Regions from separate parts of the Zea mays genome. Here region 2 is linked to region 1. Evidence: chromatin contacts called from public Hi-C data. All regions are on one chromosome and are shown on one strand. Each heading gives the region's core, a stretch centred on a gene start, on an enhancer-like site or on the middle of the called end of the contact. The rest is flanking DNA. Distances are from core to core; before and after follow the strand shown. Region 1 holds the start of LOC103655060. Region 2 holds the start of LOC100278722.

Evidence for each region. A called contact is a pair of places that touch in the nucleus more often than the background predicts.
Region 2: a Hi-C map of ear shows a contact between it and region 1, with 2.1 times the contacts expected there. The contact joins the promoter of LOC100278722 here to the promoter of LOC103655060 in region 1. A contact is called at or near these places in 3 of 25 Hi-C or Micro-C datasets (bundle sheath, ear and tassel).

The regions. Positions count from the first base shown.
Region 1 is chr4:8,017,491-8,020,850 of Zm-B73-REFERENCE-NAM-5.0, reverse strand. LOC103655060 reads left to right here and starts at 1,893. Exons shown (of 3, transcript XM_020551799.3): 1 at 1,893-2,721; 2 at 2,831-2,913; 3 at 3,009-3,360. The coding sequence starts at 2,604. The coding sequence ends at 3,146.
Region 2 is chr4:8,459,652-8,463,053 of Zm-B73-REFERENCE-NAM-5.0, reverse strand. LOC100278722 reads left to right here and starts at 2,093. Exons shown (of 10, transcript NM_001151906.2): 1 at 2,093-3,402. The coding sequence starts at 2,192.

The DNA.
Region 1 (3,360 bases), core at 644-3,143:
ACTAAACAACACCATCGATTCTGAAACTGTCTTTTTTATTCTCTTTTTTATACATGAGCTCATCACAAACTATTACCAGTTGCTTGTTGTAATGTCTGCTACATTCTTTTGTAGGTTACTGTTGCGGGAGTCTTCAACAGGTCACTTGTGCCTTTCAGCAGGTTGGTCAGTTAGCACCTTTCCAGACTTCTACCTCCCATTTTTTGAGTTTACGTGGTCGAGTGCACCGTGTTTACAGAAACTATAATTCAGGCCGGCAATGAAGCGTTGCTTGCTCGCTCCTCGATGACCAAGGAGCCTAAAAACTGCTAGAAAAGGCATCATCATATCCTCTATGTAGACCATGGTACATCATCATATCCTGTAATACCAACTTAGGATTTGCCTATTTTGATTAACAGTGACATTGGGCCAAAATTTGGTTGTTCGAAATGGCAGACTTTGATATTTGTTATGATTGTTTAGTTGAATCTTGATAGCATTACTAAACAATAACCTAAATCGATAAATAAGTTACCAATGGTATTATATGTTCCCGTTGCAATACTCCCAGATCCCCAAGGAAGAAAAAGATCCGGTCAAATATATGCGTCGATGCTCATCCCCAGCTTACATAAGTTATCAATGGTATTATATGTTTCCGTTGCAACGCACGGGCACACACCTAGTGAATGTATAATGGTGGTTCTCTTATAAAAACTGCAAGCCTAAATAGAATTTACAGAGATAGTTAACTTATTAGGATGTGTTCTGTTTGACTTTTGGTCATGGCTTCTACCTTCCAAAAACCAGAAGCCAAACCAAAGACCTTATTCTAACGAGCATCTTTTCTCAAAGCCGGCTTTCTCGTGTTGGAAATTGAAAACATGTTTGGAACTGTTTTTAGCGACTTTATTTTGAATGGGAGAACTTTCCCATATAGGCCTTTGGTGATGTTCTGAATGTATATAATTTTCCATTCCTATGTACTTTCCCATATATCGTCCTAATTGAAATACGTGTATGGATATTTCATGGACGTACCCCTGGGAAACAATTTGTCAAGAAATTTTAGGGAGACCCGTACTTGTTTGTTAAGATGGACCAATGCAATAAGGCTACGGTCTATGGACCGGACCTGACAAACTACTGAGGTGGTATTTTTGTCGCAAGAAGACTTGGAGACCTGAAAACAAAGTGTAGAAGCAAGGGTAAAGATTGACCTGATCCTTGCAGTGTTATTTCTTATTTGCATACTCTCTTTACGTCGTCTGGATGCTTGTCTCGTCCTGGCCGGCCGACATCACCTTGCCATTCATTTTTTTTTATTTCGCTCACGAGAATGAGAGCGTCGTCTGCCGAGTGCCGACTGCCTGCTTGTTACAGCTCGAGCGGCAAAGAAAGCGCGTGTGTCAACTCGGCCAAGGTCTGTCGTCAACTCATCCTTGTTTTTTCAGAGAAATGACGACCTCATAGCACACGGAGAGTCGGAGACTGTCTCGCTCTCACGTCTGGACCAAGTCTAAAACAATCCATTGCTGCTGCTGCTGCTGCTAGACGAAGTAGTATGCACACAAGATATGTTGCATGCTCTTGCTAGTGCCTGTGACTGTGAGGGCTGTGTGAGTCATCAAAAGCTGTAGACGCAATTAATTCATCAGTGGGCACACCACTGCACTACATGCAGCACTTGTTTAAGCCTCGATCAACTCTTTCAGAACTACTGCTGCAATTCAGTGTGTGTGTGTGTATACAAGGACGTACTGTTTTAATTTACTTGTTGAGAGATAAGTTAATGTAAATAAATTAGGTTCCGTACGTGGAGGGGCACAACCTATCTGCTGTTTGAGTGCTGCATCCACTATATATATGTGCGATATTCTTTCAGAGCTAGCCGGTACGCGCGGGCTGTGTAGTGGGTTGGTGGATAAGAAAGAGACAGAGACCTCGTCCTGATCGTCCCCAATGTGTTCCAGCTTGTTTTTTATCTCATTCAGTCTTCTCTCCCAGATCTCACCGTCGTCGTTCTCGATCACCGGCCGCCTGCATGCGTCTTTCGATCGGATCCCCTGCCAATGCGCAAGGAAAGGAAGAAACAACTAATTAACCAACCCATGCTTCGTTGTTATACTTTTTCTAGGTCGATCGTATAGAAAAGCTCGTCCCGCCCCGCGCGCGTGGTAAGCAAGCACTTCTTCCGAGCTAAAATATATAGCGATGATGGGCTACAGATACTCATCATGATCGTGCGTGCGTGGATGCTGCTTGAGAAGCCTCAATTGACACTATAGCAGCTACAGTCATTGTCGACGGCTAGGTCCCGCAAAAAAATAAGCTACAATTTATTTGTCCACAGCAAAGTCGCTATAAAAATAGCCGCGCCGACCGAGCTAGGGCCGCCGGATCCATCCAGCTCCATGCAAGCGGACCACCCGGCCGGCCCCATTATATTGGACGATCGATGCAGTCAGTACTCGAACATAGTGACTGAGTGGCCCGCAGCAGCTCTAGCGCAAGGACGACTGCAGCTACACTGTTTGTTTGTTCAAGAAAGCCTGTAGGATCGATCGGATCGGATCGGATCGGACAGAGCGAGCTATAGCTAGCTAGGGCTAGCTAGCTAGATGGCGAGGCTACGCCTGGCGGTGGTCGCCGTCGCCCTGGCCTTGTGCTGCTGCCTCATGATCCACGCGCCGACGACAGGTGCCGCTGCTGCCGCCGACGACGCCTCGTTTCCTCCTGGTAAGTATGGTGTGGTTGTCGTCGTTGTCTCGCTCCCAGGATTTCTGTAGCTACTTAATTAGCCAGTTTCTCACGCATGCACCTTATAAACAATCTGATCGTCGAGCAGGACTGGAGGTGGCGGCGCAGCAGCAGGATACCCGAGTGGCGGCTCCGCCGCCGTCGTCGTCGCCGGGCGCACAACACCATCAGGTGGTGGCTAATTCATCGATCTAGCTGTATAATAATAGTTAAATACACTCTACTGGATCGGAGTGACAACTTCATCGTTCTCGTACGTCATTCAGGAGGCCGCCGGCGGCGCCGTAGCTGCGGAGGCGGCGCCCGTCGGGAGGAAGAGGACGGAGCTGGAGCTGGTGGAGGACTACCCTGGCTCCGGCGCCAACGACCGCCACTCGCCGTGGGCACAGAAGCGGAGGAACTGATCGTCGATCTTGATCCACGATCGATCGATCGAGTCACCTCTCTGGATTTTTTTTTTTGGTTCCACACGCACAGCAGTTTCGTATGCAGGGCGTTTCGCTACTGTAGCTATATAGTATGTACGGCTATACGATTATACATCGTATTTGTACTTGTATATTATTACTATATGCGTACGCTGTCGCCGCGTGTCGGACCATGCCTCCGTGATCCGTG
Region 2 (3,402 bases), core at 844-3,343, 440 kb before region 1:
ACTGCAGCCAACGAACCAAAGAATCAGAAGTTCATTGAAAACAATCAGTCAATTCGAATGGGGGAGCAAGTAAAACTAAATTTCCGACTAGAAGGGAAGAGTGCAAAAATGAAATATGTATGTGTTACTCACCTGCCGGGAAATCGGGAGGACAACACAGTCGTTCCAAGGTTTTTTAACGGATCACACCGATTAATAAATGCGAAAGGGCCTCTAGCTGAGTTGGTTAGGTGGTCTGAGTAGCACTCCTCAGGTCCTGGGTTCGACTCCTCGTGGGAGCGAATTTTAGGCTGTGGTTAAAAAAATCCCCTCGTCTGTCCCACGCCAAAGCACAGGTCTAAGGCTCAGCCCCGGTCGTGGTCGTTCTCACATGGGCTTCGATGCCGCTGTGTATGGGTGGGGCAGGGGTTCGGGGGTTTTCTTGACCTGTGTGAGAAGGTCTTCTTCTTAATACAATGCCCGGGGGCTGTCTTACCCCCCGCAGGTCAAGTTTTTACACCGATTAATAAATATTTTTGGAATGGTGGCGATTGCAGCGGAACTCACGGTAAACGCGTGAACCAACTGTTCTCGGGATACCCAGAGCTTGTTCGGTTAGCTTTCAATCCATGTGGATTGAATACGATTGAGGTCTCGTTCGTTTACGTCGGATTGCACCCAGAATCGTTCCAGCTAATCAAAGTTTATATAAATTAGAGAAGCAATCCGGTTAGAAATCGTTCTGACCCACCAATCCGACACAAACGAACAAGGCCTGAGTGAGTTTAAATCCCAAACAAGTTAAACTCTTTCTTAATTTTTTTCAATTACATCCAATCCATGTGTAATGGGAATAACCGAACAAGATATTAATTGGATTGGTTGTATTGTTGGAGTCATCGTGTATGTATTTTTCAGTCTTAGACTCAAATGGTTGTCTGCGCCCTCTAGTTTGTCTCTTACTCTTGGAGGAGATAATTGTATATTTGGGACTCTAAACATTGCGCTTCGCACAAATGCCATTCGAAAGATTTTCTTCGTAAAAAAGGGACTATAAATATATTCTAATTGATTATACTACCATTTAATGTATATTGTTCCTTTTATAATTTATTTTCATGTATTTATCATTTAAGAGTCAAAATTGCCCTGGCCTCTCTTTGGGTTTCTTCGTCCGTCTCTATCTCCTGGTTCCTCTCCTCTGCGTTCTCTCGGCTCTTCTCTCGCGAGATCTCCTTCGGACTGCTCCTCTGTGGCAACCACGCCTACCGCGGGCAGGGCCGCCACCGCGCCGCCACGGCTGTGGACGCGCCGGGCAGGGCAGCCACCGCGGCTGTGGACGCGACGGACAGGGCCGCCACCGCGCCGGGCAGGGCCGTCACCGCGCCGCGCCGGGCAGGGCAGCCACCGCGCCGGGCAGGGAGTCCCCATGCTACTGTACGTGTCGAGCTGTTCGCGTGCAGGTGAGTTGTTCGCTGTCGAGCTGTTCGAATCCAATGACCAACAAATGCTCAATAAAGAAAATACCAAACGAATTACTGGAACTTGACATCGCTCTCTTGCACGGGATCGCTCAAGCTGAACGAAGGAAAGTACGCTCAAGCTGAACGAAGGAAAGTAGGAACCCAGGGAAAGGTAGGGGCAATTTTGACTTTTAGATGATAAATACATGGAAACAAATTATAAAAAGGAACAATACACGTTAAATGGTAGTATAATCAATTAGAATATATTTATAGTCTCTTTTTTACGAAGAAAATCTTTCGAATGGCATTTGTGCGAAGCACAATGTTTAAAGTCCTAAATATGCAATTATCTCCTCTTGGAGATGATCTAACTAAAAATGACTTAAATTTTAGAAGATAATAACCGAACAGGATCTAATAAAATCACACTTCGACACCAAACCGAACCCCCTTCCTCAACATCAACATCAACAATTCAACATCGACCTCCCCCAAATCTCATCAGCAACTACACGGCACCGCAGTCCGCAGCAAACTGTGCACACGGCACACCACACCGCGGCGGCCACCGCCCGCCTGGCCCCACCGTCCTCTTCCACGACGTCACTATAAAACCCGCTCCACCGTACCGCCTCCCAAGAACCCCCAAACAAACCCCCCGCTCCGCCGCCCGGAGAACCCACCTGGCCACCTCACCGCGGCATTTCCACGAGACCACGAGCACCCCTCGCCGCCTTCCGACCGCGATGACCGACGCCGAAGCGGACACGGAGGCCGTCCGCGCCGCGGCCTGGGAGGTGCTGCGCCTCGATCACGACGGCCACACCCACGAGGCGCTCACCCGCGCCCGCGACCTCATGCTCGCGCATCAGGACATGGCGATCACGCACCGCCTCCTGGGCGACCTCTCCTACGGTGCCGCCGCCCGCGCGTGCCTCGAAGAAGGCACTCGGAAGGCCGGGTTGGCCGCGGCAGCGCCGCACCTCCACGTCGCCCGCGAAGCGTTTGCCGCGGCGCGCCGCCTCGCCCCCGACTGCATCGACATTGCCGACGCGCTCGGCGACGCCTTCGCGGCCTCCTGGATGTTCAGGGAGGCCGAGTGCGAGTACAAGCGCGCGCAGCACACCCCGCAGCCTACCGACCCGGCACTCCACAACGCGGCCTACGGCATGTGCATGTCCGGGGGCCACGAGCATGACCGCGACCCGGACTTCATGAGCGTGAGGGTGGAGGAGGTCAGGGCGCGGGCCCGCGCCTCCTACAGCCGCATGAAGACGGAGCAGCTCCTTCCGATCGCGATCCACCGGGTGCTCGAAGCCGGCATGCAGCTCGGCGCGGCGGAGGGGCGCAAGCAGGCCAAGGGCATCGCCGAGGTGTTCCCCGACCTGGGGCGCGCGCAGTACCTCGCGGCGTACATGGACCTGGAGTTCGTGCGCAGCCTCGACGCGGCCATCGACAAGCGCCTGTTCCTGCGCCGCACCCTCGTCATCACCGAGCGAGTGGCGCGGGACTACCCCAAATCGCCCGTGTTCGCCTCCTTCCACGCCAAGCTCCTCTTCGTCCTGGGTGAGTACGACGCAGCCGAGACGGAGTGCCGCCGCGCGCTGGAAATGGTGGAGCCCAATGACCCGCAAGACGACTGCATCCCGGTTGGGTCAATCAGCGGGGAAAACCGTGGCGTCAGGCTGGTTTCGGTGGCCTGCGAGTTCCACGAGCTGATCAACAAGATCGTGATGCTGGCCAGCGATTACTGGGACTCCATGAGCAGTGAGAGGCAGCGTCACAGCTTCCTACAGGTCAGGCTCGATGTGCTGCAGCATGAGTACAACAAGGTTGATCCGTCGCATGCGTTCGCTATGTCTGATGTGCGGAGCTTTGTCAAGGAGCACGAGTCTTGGAGGTTCTGGATTTGCCCCCTTTGTCATTGCAAGAAGTTCATGTACACTGGTTTGCTATT